2 separate regions of the Mus musculus genome follow, and region 1 is linked to region 2. The links are chromatin contacts, called in public promoter capture Hi-C maps. All regions are on one chromosome and are shown on one strand. Each heading gives the region's core, a stretch centred on a gene start, on an enhancer-like site or on the middle of the called end of the contact. The rest is flanking DNA. Distances are from core to core; before and after follow the strand shown. Region 1 holds the start of Msx2 (msh homeobox 2). Region 2 holds the start of Barx1 (BarH-like homeobox 1).

Region 1 (6,895 bases), core at 2,598-5,097, 4.8 Mb after region 2:
ACTTCCTCAGAACTCAATCTCCTGTCTTTAAAACAGTAAGACCCGCACATCAGGAGGAACATAAATAGGATGCCAGATACTGAGTTAGCCTCCAACTGCTCTCTGAACCAGAAAAGTTGGGTTGCCTCAAGCCTGTTTATGAAGCACAATCATCCAGATAAGGCCTGTGATAAACAAATAGCATCAATGGATGGAAGGGCCGATCCAAGCCATAAACAACCACACAGCTGTCACTGCATCCACCCTACAGATGATAAAAACCCCAACATCACTTTACAGATCTGGCTGTGGGATAAGTTTCTTGGCTGTGTGCTTTGGCAATATAAACGTCACGAAGACGGAGAGAGAATTAGCTCGCTCATAAACGGACATGTCAAGGGAAATCTCTCTGCCTGCAATGATGGTGATGGCATCATACTCTCTTCTATCCATTCCATGGTTTAGGGCAAGTGGATAAGTAATTATTTTGTTGTTGGAATTTAGAAGTGGGGAATAACAAGCAAAATAGAGACAGGAGGCAGCGTCCGGACTCTGTTTTAAGATGGGTTGTTAGCACAAGGATGGGGCCTCAAGGTGATTCCACAGCAGGGACTAATTCTGGTCTTGTTTTCCTTGAGGCTAGGGGAGGAGCATAAGGCGACAAGAATAGAATACTAAACAATTATTTTTCTGCATTTGGCTTTTACGAGCCAGTCTAATTTCCCTAATGTAGCCAGAGTGCTAGTGCTGGTGTATGCAGGGGAATGTAACATTTCTTGTTTAGTTACTTTGGTGGCCCAAAGAAGAATTTATATTTCATCTTTGAGAGTGACACAGCACAAGTCCCAACCCAGCCCCTATGTCACATTGTTAATTTTACAGAGTAGAAGGTACTGTGATCAGAAAAAAACAGCAGTCTGGGAGAGAGATGGGTAGACTTCCTAAAGGCCTGGCCTTCCTTCGCACGTGCTAATCCCCAACTGAGCCAAGGGCAGGGGAGATTTTCCTCTCAGCTCACTGGCCAACATCAGAGCTGGAGACCCAAGGAATTCTCGCCCTTCCCGAGCCCACCCAGGCTCCCTTTCAGACACCAAACTCTTACTGCATACACTTGCTGCTGGTTCTACAGGAGTTTTGAACCAGGGTAGCTTGGGTTACTCTTTGTGGGCCATGGTGACTTATAAAGTTCGGGCCATGGGGACTGTGCTCAGATGGCAAAGCCTTGCCAGGAGAATCTTTCCCCCATCGCTCCCACCTTCTTCCCCCTAACCCATTTTATACCAGCCAAAGAAAGTGTGTGATTAAACAAGGTGAAACAAACTTTTTATCCCGCTTTCTTCAAACCACAAAACCAGGGCCAGGGGTAGGTGGGTCCCTCCCTCCAACTCCAGCCCCCCCCCCCCAGCTGATTCTTGGCATTCTCCGAGCTCATCCTGCTGACACTTCCACCCCCAAGTATCAAAAACCTTGTGTTTCCAAATGAAACCTCCTCCGAAAGCCCCTAGCTTCTCTTATAAAAAGGATTTATCTAGGGCAAGGAAAAACTGCCCACTGCAGAGATGTTACAGAGCCAGTGGGGGCGGGGACACAGTGGGGGTGGGGTGGGGTGGGGTGGGGAACTGCCCCACCAGACCGCCAGGCCTAAGTATGCCAGGATTTCTGACCTTTGGCCACCATACCATTTAAGGCTGAAATCCTGGATGTGTTGTGGGGCATTGCCCCAGGCCTAGGAATACAGGCACTCCAAATTTGTTAAACAAGTTAAGACTCTTCATGTTTCTGAACCTCCATTTCGCTGACAATAAAATGGATAACTACTACTTATCCCTCGGGTGGCTTAGAGAGCTACATGTTGGAGTGCCCAGAGCCCCACTTGGGGGGTAATGAGCAAATCAATGTGCCCAAGAGCTTTTTTTTCCATGGGCCCAAACTGCTGATCCCTCTGAACTCTGCTGTGAAACGGCCTCTTCTGTTAACAAGAGGCTCTCGGCTGCCGCACAAAGGAGATCAGATAAGATAATGTATTGAAAAGCACTGTGCAAACTGGAGTTTAAATTCTTTAAGTCCTTAATCTCTGCACCCTTTCAGCCTTTCAGAATTTCCAGCAGGGTGGAGAGAGACAGCCAGAGGGGACAGCCACTGACGCCTGGGTATATGGTCTTGTTTTGTTCACAAAATACTTTGCATCTCTAGTCCAGAGGGCCGGGCTGAAAGGTAGAAAGGAAGACAAGTTCTCCCCCAGCTGAGCTGGGAAAGTCCCTCCACAATCCCTCTCCCTCTTTCTCAACTTTCCCAAAGTTTGATGGGGGGGGGGGCAGGAAAAAAGGCAACAGAAGAGATAAACCTCAAAGGCCAAGAGATAAAACTAAAAACAAAGTTTCAGGAATGGACCCCAAAGGGATGCTAAGTCTGGAAAGGAAGTCGGCACAGCCTCCCTGGAGGAAGTGGGGTGCAGTGAAAATAGCAATATGGCCATCACCCTCAAAAGAGGGGGCAGAGAGCATGGACACCAGACCCCCATGCCCATTGCAAGTATGAATGGTAACCTGGACCAAGCAAGAGCAATCCTCTAAGCACTAGCCACCAAGTCTGAAGGGGTAGCCACAGGTGGCATGCCTCTGCCTGTACTTTGAGGTTCTAGCAAGCAGCCAAATCTGGCGAACTTGTGGCCACCTCACTGTACATTCTCAAGTTCTGAAGGAATGCTGTTAATTATTACTGTGAACCCAGGAGAGCCCACGAGGGTCTGGCCCAAACTAGCTCCCTGCAACACGCAGAACCTAACCAACAACGGACTAGAATACAAGAAGCTTCCTTTCCGAATCAGTCTCTGCCTGCCACCTTCCCTTCATAGGATGGACACTGGAGTTCGAAGACTACCAAGTATGTCTGCTCCATGTCTGGTTAACTTCCAGTTGTCTAGTCTTTATAGTGGGGTGAACTTCATGGGGCTGCCTGTATATTTTGAAGGCCAGCAAAACCACATTTCAATACTCATTTAAAGTGGATCCCAGCCCGGTGTGGTGGTGCACACCAGTTATTCTAGTACTTAGGTGGTGGAGTAAGATGACGAGTTCAAGACCATCCTGAGCTGCATACCAGCACGGGCCACAGGAGACCCTGACTCAACAAAACAAAACAGCGACTCTCCCCTATTTCCCGGGCAGGTACACAAATATGAAGTTTTCGGAGCAGGGGGCTAAGGACTGCAGAAATCAACAACTTGGTTTGGTTTTCAAATGCCAGCCAGCGCTCAGGTACTGCAGATTCCTCGAAGCTAGGGATTCTGGGATGCGGACCGCCCGCTGAACTGGGGTACCAGGGGGGTCAAGAGCATCATCCTGTTAACACCCGTTCCCCAGCCCCTCTGGGACCCCTCGCGCTGGTCCAGCCCGGATCCCGTCCCAGACGCGCACTCACTGGGCGGCGGGGAGTATCTGCCGGGCTCCTGTATCCACGGTGCTCCGTCTTCGGAATTTTCCGACTTGACCGAGGCGGTCTCGAAGGGCTTGACGAGAGGCCCGGGACTGTGAGCGTCCCGGACGCCGTGTCCCGGCAGCAGCAGCGGCCGCAGGACAGCGCCAGCCGAGGCGCAGTCGGGTGGCACCGCGGGCGATTCCTTGGGCGGCTTCTTGTCGGACATGAGCGCCTCCACGCTGAAGGGCAGGCTGGAGACCTTGACCCTGCGTTCCTCTGCGCTGCCCTCGGCTCCTCCAGGCCCGGGACCCGGGCCGGCCAGTACCGCGGGGCCCTCCTCATCCGACGAAAACAAGTCACCGCCTTTAGTCGGAGAAGCCATGACTTTCTGCGCCGCGTAGCTGTCGGCGCGCGACTCCGCTGGCAACTCTCAAGCGAAGACTCCAACTTTTGGGGGGGGAGCCGGCAGGGGCGCGCTGGGAGCCCAGCCTGTCCTCCGAGGGGAAGTGGGAGACTCGGCTCAACCAACTGGCGACGGCCCTGCTCCTGACGCCACGGACGCTCGCCACCGATTGGCTCTCCCTGGAGAGGCTTGGGGCCCTTCCCCCGCCCCGTTTGAAATAAATTAGGAGTTAATTACAGGAGCAGTCAGCAGAGTTGTTATTAGGCGATCCCTCAAGGGTTATAATCGCCCAAACTGAAAAGTCTAAGGCGTAATTAAAGCCGATTGTTTAAAGAGGAAGCTTGCCGAGTCTCATTTCTTGTCTTTTAACCCCTCTTTAAAGTGTTTCTGGTGCCGATCCCACACGCTCCCGCCTGAGAATGTTGGAAATCTGCGGAGGGCATGGAACATTTATAAAGCTCCCACTATGAGCTCAAACTAGTGTATCTTTGTAACTATAATGGAAAACAATAGCAGCATCTTTACTAATAGAAATAGTTTAGGCATGGTCCTTAGTTGTCTTATCTTTGGAGAGTGTTCCAAGACATTAGCTGTAACTCATTCCTTAAGAAAAGGGACAAAGATGAGAAAGGCTGAGAGGTGGTCAAGGGATATTCAACTAATCTCTACCCTTTCTCCCTTTTTTTTTCCTTTAAAACAGACTCTTGCTCTCCAGCTCTGGCTAGCTTAGAAGTCGCTCCCTATCTTACCCAAGATGGTCCTGAACTTGCTACCCCACTGGCTTCGTCCCTGGTGTTGAGAGTGTAGGTGTGCACCAGCAGACCCAGCGCCCATTGGTTCCTGGCAGCTAATTTACACAAATGATCTCCATTTCATACTCTGTCCAAACAGGACAAGTTTTAGAAACTGTCAATGGGGATATTTTCTCACCCCTTGAGTCTCCTCTCTAGGCCCGTGCAAAAGTGTGCTCATGAGGTTTTTTTTTTTTTTTTTTTTTTTTGAGTTTGTGTTTGTCATTGGAGTTCAGGTGTCAGGATAGCATCTGCCTTGGGAGGTGATGGGCAGGGGAGAAGGGTATTTGTGACATTTAGTGTCTTTATTCTCTCTGCAAATAACAGGGTTCGACTTTGCAAACCCAAAGCCTGAATATCTTTGGGGAAAGCTCATCTCACCTGACTTTGAAATTTTAAGCAGCATACCTATCAGGATCCCACCCTAAAGCACACTCTCTATCTAACTGCAGCCCCAAAGCATCAGTGACCAACTGTATCAATGCATGGAAGAAGAGAGTTTTGAGACAGAGGCCTGAAATAATTCTGCACCTCCCTTGCCCGCAAGCCAGCAGGAGCAGAAAGATCGCTGCAAACAACCCATTTCAGGCTGCAGAAGCTTTTTCATAGATCCAAAAACCCATCCGGACTGGTGGGGGAAAGAAGAGCCTGCTAAGCGCTGGTCCCAAACAGCAAATGCTCCCTAAATACTCCCTCCAGCACCAAAGGGGAGGACCATTGCTCCAAGTTGCTTTCAATGACCAGAGCTTAGCAGGTACCCCAGTTTAGAAGACTTAGAAACTTGACTGCCTAGACCTCCAGATCCTTCCAGCTTACCTCTCTGAAACAGGGACCTTTGCCTCAAACATTTACCCAGAGTGAAATCTCGCTGGTCTGAGGGAACCCATAGATGTAGAAATCTTAGAAGATTAAAAAAAAAAAAGTCTTCACCAGATAATTCAGTTCAGTTTTGAAAGGTTTTCTTTTAATGATAAGAAGTTCTAAATGAGGCTTCTAAAAACCTGTGAAACTTTCTCCTACCACAAGATACAAGTACTTTGTTGTTGCTAACTGGAAGCCCGGGAAAGCCAAAAGAAGACAACGAAGGTGATTTGGAGACATGTATTTTCCCTGGAGTCACATCTGATGATAGGGATCTCAAATACAATACAGGTAAATTCAGATTGAGTTGTATGTCCTCTCAATAAGTGAGGCAAGATGTGGGGTTATGTATTTTGGAAGCAAATCTAAAATTCGTTTAGTCCTCAGCTGCCGAAGAATACAATGAAGTTCACGTTTCAATTGTCCTGAACCCAACCAATGCTTTATAAATAATCGGAAAACTTATCCTTAAAATGTGTTACTTTAGGGGCACAGGTAGAGTCTTAGGAAGTTAAAAAAACAAAACAATTCCATTGGAATGTCTCTATTTTTTTTTTAAACTGTCTCCTTCAGAGGAAAAGTTCAGTCTCTCCTGCACTATTTGGGGGGAAATGCTAAGACACTGAAAGGGAAACGGTGGGGAGAAAAGGAATATTTAGTTTTGACCTCCAGAGTACCAAGCTCTGGCCACGAACAGGAGGCATTGCCAAGGAGACAGCCCCCATCCCTTTGCCAGGCGCCTCTCCAACTCTGCTGGGGTGGAGACCAGGGCTGAAAAAGCCTGAACACGGAAGTTAGCCCTTCGTGGAAAGCCTATCTGCTGCAAGAATTTTGCACACCCTCAAAATATTTTTTCAGGTCTTCCCCGCGGCTCTAAACTGAGGGGCAATCATTCCTCTGCTCGACTCTTATGGGAATTAGCTTCAGTGGGTTTCATAACGTAGAAGGTGTGGGGAATTAGTTTAAAAATATTCTTGTATATCAAAAGCAACATTAATTTACCCAACGCTTTCTTTGTCTAGGGACTCATCACCCGCCTTCACCAACCCCAAAGCAGGACCTTTGTAAAAATCCCTGAACAGAGATTTTTCCCAGCCTGAAAAAGGTGCAGGTTTGGGTGTCTTCCCAGAGAGGAGGGCTGGCTTTGGCACTTAGGACGCACTCTGTAAACTTAAACTCCGGGGTGGTAGAATAATGTTTATGCGCCGTGAACACTTGCAAGCGGCCAAAGTGGGGTTCCAAGCGGAACTCCGCAACAGCGAAGAGTCACCTTTACACCTTGCCCAAGCTCCCGAACTTGAGCAGGACCTCATTTGCTTTTCAAGCACATCACTGCAGGCGGAGACTGTATCTCTGCCTAACCAGGGAAAAGTCTCGGGCTAGGAAGCTGCCCTAAATAGTCATGCAAATAGGAGGTGAGCCACCCTCGAATTCCCCTTGGGCC
Region 2 (6,820 bases), core at 3,969-6,468:
TCTGAGGCAAAAGCATCACCAGAGCTGACAATGTCCTCCTGAGGGAGTGGAAGGAAAGAGCCTCGCAAAGCTGCCCAGCTCTGCTGCTCTCACCCGTTTGAGTTTCCTGACAAGCCTTGTATTTGGAGCGCTGTCAGGGAGGACCAGGGACTCCTCCCACGAATGCAGTGCAGCTAAAGAGCTCGTGGGATAGCGTCTAGATAGATTCCGGTCTGTCTCACCACCGCTGACTCCTCATGGTGCTCAGGCTAGAATGAGACCCTACCCCATAAACAAGCCAGAAACCCCTCCAAGGGCTCTGTAGATTTAATTCCTTACTAGAAGCATTAAAGATCAGGGTGTCTGCAACGGGTGCCACAGGCCTTTGTGACTGCCTCTACCTTAGCTGTTAGAAATAATGGGGGAACTATGATTTAGCGATCCCGGGCGGGCGGGGGGGGGGGGGACGACAGAAAGGCGCAAGGGATCCTGTGCTAGAGTTGGGGAGATAAGAAGAGGGAGAAATGGGTGAATGGGAAATTGAAAAAAAAAAAAAACAAAAGGAAGAGAGTAAAAAGAGGGTCGTCTTCCATCCCGACATTTCTTACTATCTTCCAGCTGCCACCACTCTGGTGCCTCTTCTTTTCTGCAGCAAAAACTTTTCTGCAAGGCCAGTCTGCGGTTTTTAAATTTAACCAGGACTTTGGCAGAATCCCGGGTGCGAGCCAGGCGGCCAGAGCGGGTGGCGGGGCACCTGCCCACAAAGGGCTTGGAAGCGTTGCCTCAAGACTGTCAGTCACCACGACGGTCATCTCTTTACCCAAAGGGACAGGAATCTTGCAGTCCCCAGCCTGCACTCTGCGCGGAGTTCAGAATCTCTGTTGGCCCGGGCTCCCAGGTTCTGCATTCGCTGTCCAGTGGAGCCACATCACCACGCGAGCCACGGAGCCGGAGCCGCAGTCAGCGACCACTGTCTTGGGAGTGACCTGGTTCTCACCTCTAGTCTGGGGTCGCACCGGAAGCCGCTAAAGGCAGGGGTGGGTGTGAAACACCAGCGAAGAATCGCCAGGAACCTTGACCATCAACAACCGGTTCCTTGGAGAGCGCTATGGATATATCTTAACTCAAAATTCCAAAGGAAATCACACATTGTTAAACAACAACCCCCAAGGACACAAAGGAACCAATCTCAAAGATCGTATCTGCAAAGGCACTGTCACGCAAAATGCATTTCGACTTCCAAGCTCCGGGAAGAGTCAGGAAAGACTCAAAACGAAAGTCCACAAGGATATCGAACTACCCATAATGAAACAGTTACAGAGACCGGCTCTCCAACGAAAGGCAACTTAGATGTGATCTGTGAGTGTGGGGACCGCGTATTTTTATAATCTCGACGGTTTTGTGTATTGAAGCCAAACTGATGACCTCTTTCTAGCAAAGTGCAGGGCGCAGACGGCAGCCTGCCCAGATCACACGTTGCCCTCCAGGTCCAGGCGATGGTCATCTGAGTTGAAACGTATTCCGTGCTGAAGGCCACCCGCCAAGGCCACCACCGCAAACCTGCCTGGAGAGGCAGGCTTAAAACACCCTAGTTGGGGCTCTCCAGGGTGTTTGTTCCTGGAAAGAAGACCCAGAGCGCTGCTCTGGGGCGAACGAACTTAGTGGGGCTTAGAGCTTACTGTAAACTGGGGACGGTTTCCGGAAAGTTGTTTGGCCCACAGAAGTTTTAAGAAATCTTCCTTCCAGACACCCGGGGTCCCAAATTCAATTTGCTGAATGAGATACAGATCGGTTGCAAGTGGGAAAGTAGACAAAAAAGAAATCTTCAAGGTTTAGGGAGGCTTGGAGGGGAGCCCCACTTAGAAGCCCCCTGAGGCTGGTGGCTGAACTGGCTTTGGGTTGCTCCATCTGCTTAGTGGCATAAGGGACTACCACTTCCCGGTTAGATTGCCTGCAGAATTCCTTCCCTCTTGGAGGTGCTTTGGAAAGAAACTGCAGCTGGAAGCGGTGCGCGTTGAAACCTCACATCCCTGCTCTGGGGTTCAGCTGTGACCCATCCCTCCCTTCTAACCTGCCACAGCCAGCTGAAGCCCCGGGGTCTTCCGGGTTCGCAAGTGGGAAATGGGACGGGTTCCGCGTACAAGGGTCCCCTCTTGGCGGAAGAAACTGCGCCAAGGATCTCCTGCGGCCTGGAGTCCTTCGTTGCTGGGCCACCCGGGAGGGTGGCTGGCCTGGGACGCTGAGGTCACCTTTTCCACCGTGCCTGCCTCTCCCAGAGCGGCCAGTTTCCGGGATTTTAGTTTAGGCGACAGGCGGGAGGCCCTGGCGGGCTTTAGGCTTAGGACTCAGTGGCTGCGCCTCTAGTGGGGACTTCCCTTCGTCCTGTGCCGTCCAAGTGGAAGGGGGAACCCCTTTCCTTGTGAACTAACCCCTTTCCAGCCAGCCAATGCAGAATTCCTAAACAAAGGATCCCTGAAGCCATTTCTTCGCAATTTTTTTTTCGCCTAAAAGGGGTTTATTCGCAGGTTTGCTTTAGGGTCCCTCTGGACTTTGAGAAGAATGTAGTTTGAAAAGGATGCGTCAGGGGCTCGAGCTTAAAGAGGGCATGGGGCATCGGGGCATAGCCTGGCTCTGAGCCTTTGGTGCCAGGCTAAGCTTTTAGTCCTTGGGGCTTCATTCCCAGCAGGCAGGAATCACTGCAGGCATTCGGCCTGGGCGGCTTGAAACAGTCCTGGCCAGCGTCCAAGGAGCTGGAGGGTGTGTGTGGGAGGGGGAGAGGCGCACCTGTGGAATGGAGTGGGGGTGGGGTCTCTTTCTAGAATTAAGACCTTCATGCCAGAAAAAAATGAGCCTCCTCTGTTCAGCTTGACCTTAAACTCCTTCCTGGCAATAAAAACAGAGCTGTTGACTGGATATCGACAATAGGAATGAGTGGTCTTGGTAGCTCAGACCCATTTCCAGGATCAACCTTGCGTTTTGGGGAAACCTGGCTGAAATTGGAAGGAAGGCGCATAGTGTTCAAATACAGGGTGGCTTCTGTCGGGATCAAAATCAGAGAAGATAGGATGGGAGCTGGCTGGGACTCCTCCCCAGTAGAACCCATTCCAAGCTATACTCCTTCCGATGCCCAAGAGGAAGTGGAGGGGCCTGATGTTGAGCCCTCCAGGGATGGACAGAGTGGAAGCAGTATAGGCAGAAAGGCCTTTGTTCTGGTATAGGTATGGTACCTAGAAAGCCGCTTCTACTCACTGGAATGCCTGAACCAGTCCTTGGATTGAGTTGTATTGAGAAAGGAGGTTGTTGGCCAAGATTCCTATGTCCTGAGTAGACACCGACTTTCCTTTCTGTTCAGTGGGAAGATGCCCATTGCCACTCTGTCTCTGATATGTGTGCGGGTGGTCTTAGTGGGTCCTGTATCACCCTTCTAAAGAGTTATTTTGGTTACCTGATTATCCCCTTTCAGGAGTCTAAAGCAACGGGAAGCCACTAAAGACTGCTTCCCTTCAGTCCTGATGGTGGTCTCCTGACTCAGAAAGTCGCTGCACATTTGGCTGAGCTGTAGCAATGAGCTTTGGGGGGGGGGGGTCTGCATCTCAGCAGAACATTTGGAAAGATGCCCTTTGTCCCCTTCCCAGGCTCAATGGTCAAAGGCTATTGGTCATTTCTTAGTGTCCCGGATGCTACAGTCCAGTAGGCTTCTGAGCCCTCCACCCCAACCCCGTCAGCAGGCAGAAGAAATTATTTCAACTTGGAGAGTTGGGATATAGTGTGATGAACTCAGTTTCCCAGCAGTGAGGGCTTAGGCTCTGTGGAGAGCATTCGTGGGAAGTAGGAGTGGCTTAAAACATGGAGTCCAGTCTAGGAAGGCTGGACAGGGTGGAGACAGAACCCAAGACTCCTGAGAGAGGCAGATAGGAAATACAGCAAGTCCTCTCCTAGCCTCCTGAGGACACCCTACCCTTCTTGCTACCCCTGAACAGCTGGCATGGGTCACCCTGGGTATAGAAAAGTCTCACCTTCCATCCCCACAAACTCCCTGGAGCCAAGAGTCAAGTCTTCCAGACTTGAGACAGCTCAGAAACTGTCAGTGCCAAGACTCAAAGAGGCACACTCAACAGAGGTTAATTTGGGGAGAGAAAAAGAGAATGATCTAACAGCCCCATCTTTAGTCCTGTGAGAGACTGGAGGCTCAGAGATGGAGCTAGGTCCCCAGACTCTCAGAGTATTCCATGATCCCCTGCCTCAAAGTTCATCCAGTGACAGTCTTTCCCCTTTTTATTCATCTGCCCTTATTCTATCCCTTGCTCTAAGTAAACATAACTCAGCCCACTAAGTCTGGTGGTTGCCAGAGAAAATGTGTCCAGGTAAGCTTAAATTAGAAATTTAGGTAAATCCTAGTTGGAGAATCTTTTTTTTTTTCTCCCAGGGTAGCTTCAGAGATTTGAGATCAAAATGGTAAACTGAGGTTGGGGTGGACAGGGAAGGGGGGGAAGTGGTGCACAGGCATGGTCACCACCCTGCGAGTTACACCCCGGTGTATTGCACTGGATCCCTACAGCATCTCGCAGACCTGGGAAAGCTGTTTAAGGCTACCCCTTTCCCAGCTTGGCTTTTGCCCCTCCTCCTCACCACCACTCCAGCCCCTCCCCATCCCACCCAGTCCGCTGGCCTTGCTGCTGTGCCCTCCCCGTGCCCTCCTGCACCTCTGGGGCTCTCTCCTCTCTACGTCTCGGCGCACTCACGTCTAAGAGGCGTCTTGGACACCTTCACATCACTGCCTAGGATCCTGCGTGGTCCTTGCTGTCTGTCTTCAGACTTTTTCACGCCTCTCATTCAAGATCCTCGGTTTGCCCATCTCCGCAGTGTCCTATCCTCAGGGCTGTCCTCTTGGGCGAGCTCTCCTCTTTTTCCCTTGGTCCCGGCCTGCGAGCCCCTATCCCGGGCTCTTTCCCTCCTTCCCTCCTCTCAACCTCCTTTCCTCCCTCCTGGGTCCCTCCCTCCGGCTGGGCCTAGTGGGTGGGGGGCGGCAGCGCGGGGCGGGGCGGGGCAGGGCGGGCGGGGCAAGGCAGTGACGCGGGGCTGGCCAGGCTAGAGGCGCGGCGGCGCGGGGCGGGGACGCAGTCCCGGGTCCGACTGGCCGAGCCCCGCGCGCCCCGCCCGCGCCCTGCGCCTCCGCCCGGCCAGCCGGCGGGGGAGGGGGCATGAGCCGGCGCCCGCGCGCCGCCGCGAGCTGCGGGCCGGCCTAGAGCCCCGCGCGGGCCCCGCGCCGGAGCTTAGCCGCCGTCGCTTCCTAGCCGCGGGCGCATCCCCGGGAGCCGCGATGCAGCGGCCAGGGGAGCCGGGAGCCGCGCGCTTCGGTCCGCCCGAGGGCTGTGCGGATCACCGACCGCATCGCTACCGCAGCTTCATGATCGAAGAGATCCTCACTGAGCCTCCGGGGCCCAAGGGCGCAGCGCCCGCGGCCGCCGCTGCCGCCGCGGGCGAGCTGCTCAAGTTCGGCGTACAGGCGCTGCTGGCCGCCCGGCCCTTCCACAGCCACCTGGGTACGTGCAGCGGCCGCCGCGCAGAGGACTGGGCTTGGCGGGCGGGTGGGAGTCGGAGACCTGGGGTTGTCCGTAATTCATCCTCTTTCTCCCCTGTTTCTGGAGCGACCTGGGATGCAGCTCAGCGCAGGCCCGAGGCACCTACCTCTCTTCGCGCACTCCAACGGGAAAGTGGAGGGTGCGAGCAATGAGCTAGGCAGAAACCAGGCCTTGTGTCCTCGCGTCAGACCAGAAGAGAGTTTGTCTTCTGCTTCAGGGCGGCTTCGAGTTTTTTCGAATCGGGTGATAGGCGAGGCCAGGAGCCAGAGACCGCATCCCTATGGTTGCTACAAAATCAATCTACCGAGCACTCTGGATCAAAATGACTTCAAACCAGGGGAAGCCTGAGTTTCGCGGTAGGGTTGGCTGGGCATAACAGTAGCTGCCCAGACTGGGAAAGCTCTGGAGAAGAGGGTCGTGTCGCATAGTGTTGGATGCCCAAGCCATCCAGGAGCCTTTCAGAACCCCGTGCTTTCCAGTCAGCAACCGACCGAGGCCTGTGCTGCGGCCAGGGTCTCCGTAGGCCTTGTTTGAGGGAAAGAGGCCTGGTTGTGATCCGCTGCCCAGTTGGTCCTTCCATCCCGAGATCTGCTGGGCTTTCGTGCGTCTTGAAGCACTTGCTCAGATCTTTTCTGTCTCCGTCTTGTCTCTTGGGAGATTGTGAGGCAGTCTGCCCTGTACTGCATCTCGGCTTAGGGCTTAGTGACTCTCTTTGGTTGACCTCCTTCCTAGCCTTTTGGTAAAGTGGATCTGTCTCCCCTCTACCTCTCCCCCTCCGCAAGATTCTCTTCCCACTTCCTGCTATGTTTTCTATGCTCCCCTTACCCTGATGGTTCTCAGCCAGGCAGATCCATCCTTTCCAGTATCTCTTTTAGGAGAAGCCTACCAGGAAAGGAAGCGTCCAATATAGACTCCAGCTCAGCTAGCGGCCTCCGGAACCGGCCCCAGATTCTGTCCAGTCTTGGTAGCAGCCAGTCCAGTTTGCCTCTTTGATGTTCATCTGGTTCACAGCCTCTCTGCTGCCGTTCACTATAAAAGGACTCTGTTGTTGGCAATTCGTTTGAAGCGGGCAAACAGCCGATTTAGGGCTAAAGAACATGGAGAGGTCTTCATGCTTCTTGGGGGGAGGGGGTCTGAACAGAGGAAACAAGAAAGACAATTTTCAGGTTCAAAGGATGCTTTGGTGACCCTTTCCTCGCCAATGTCCAAGCCTCAGCCAGTGATGTAGGTACAGCGCCCAGAAAAACAAATGCTCACAT

The links. Promoter capture Hi-C pulls out the DNA fragments that hold promoters and counts their contacts.
Region 1: a contact with region 2 is called in a promoter capture Hi-C map of embryonic stem cells, with 17 times the contacts expected there. The contact joins the promoter of Msx2 here to the promoter of Barx1 in region 2. A contact is called at or near these places in 2 of 39 promoter capture datasets (cranial neural crest and embryonic stem cells), 8 of 484 Hi-C or Micro-C datasets (embryonic stem cells, epiblasts and stem cell-derived epiblast-like cells) and 1 of 115 datasets of contacts at active chromatin or transcription factors (embryonic stem cells).

What each region holds. Positions count from the first base shown.
Region 1 is chr13:53,468,933-53,475,827 of GRCm38.p6, forward strand. Msx2 (msh homeobox 2) reads right to left here and starts at 3,848. Exons shown (of 2, transcript NM_013601.2): 1 at 3,400-3,848. The coding sequence starts at 3,778. It overlaps Gm33763 (a long non-coding RNA gene), which reads left to right. Exons shown (of 4, transcript XR_873406.2): 2 at 5,043-6,866.
Region 2 is chr13:48,657,818-48,664,637 of GRCm38.p6, forward strand. Barx1 (BarH-like homeobox 1) reads left to right here and starts at 5,219. Exons shown (of 4, transcript NM_007526.4): 1 at 5,219-5,522. The coding sequence starts at 5,300. Gm36606 (a long non-coding RNA gene) reads right to left here and starts at 4,975. Exons shown (of 4, transcript XR_382336.3): 1 at 4,722-4,975.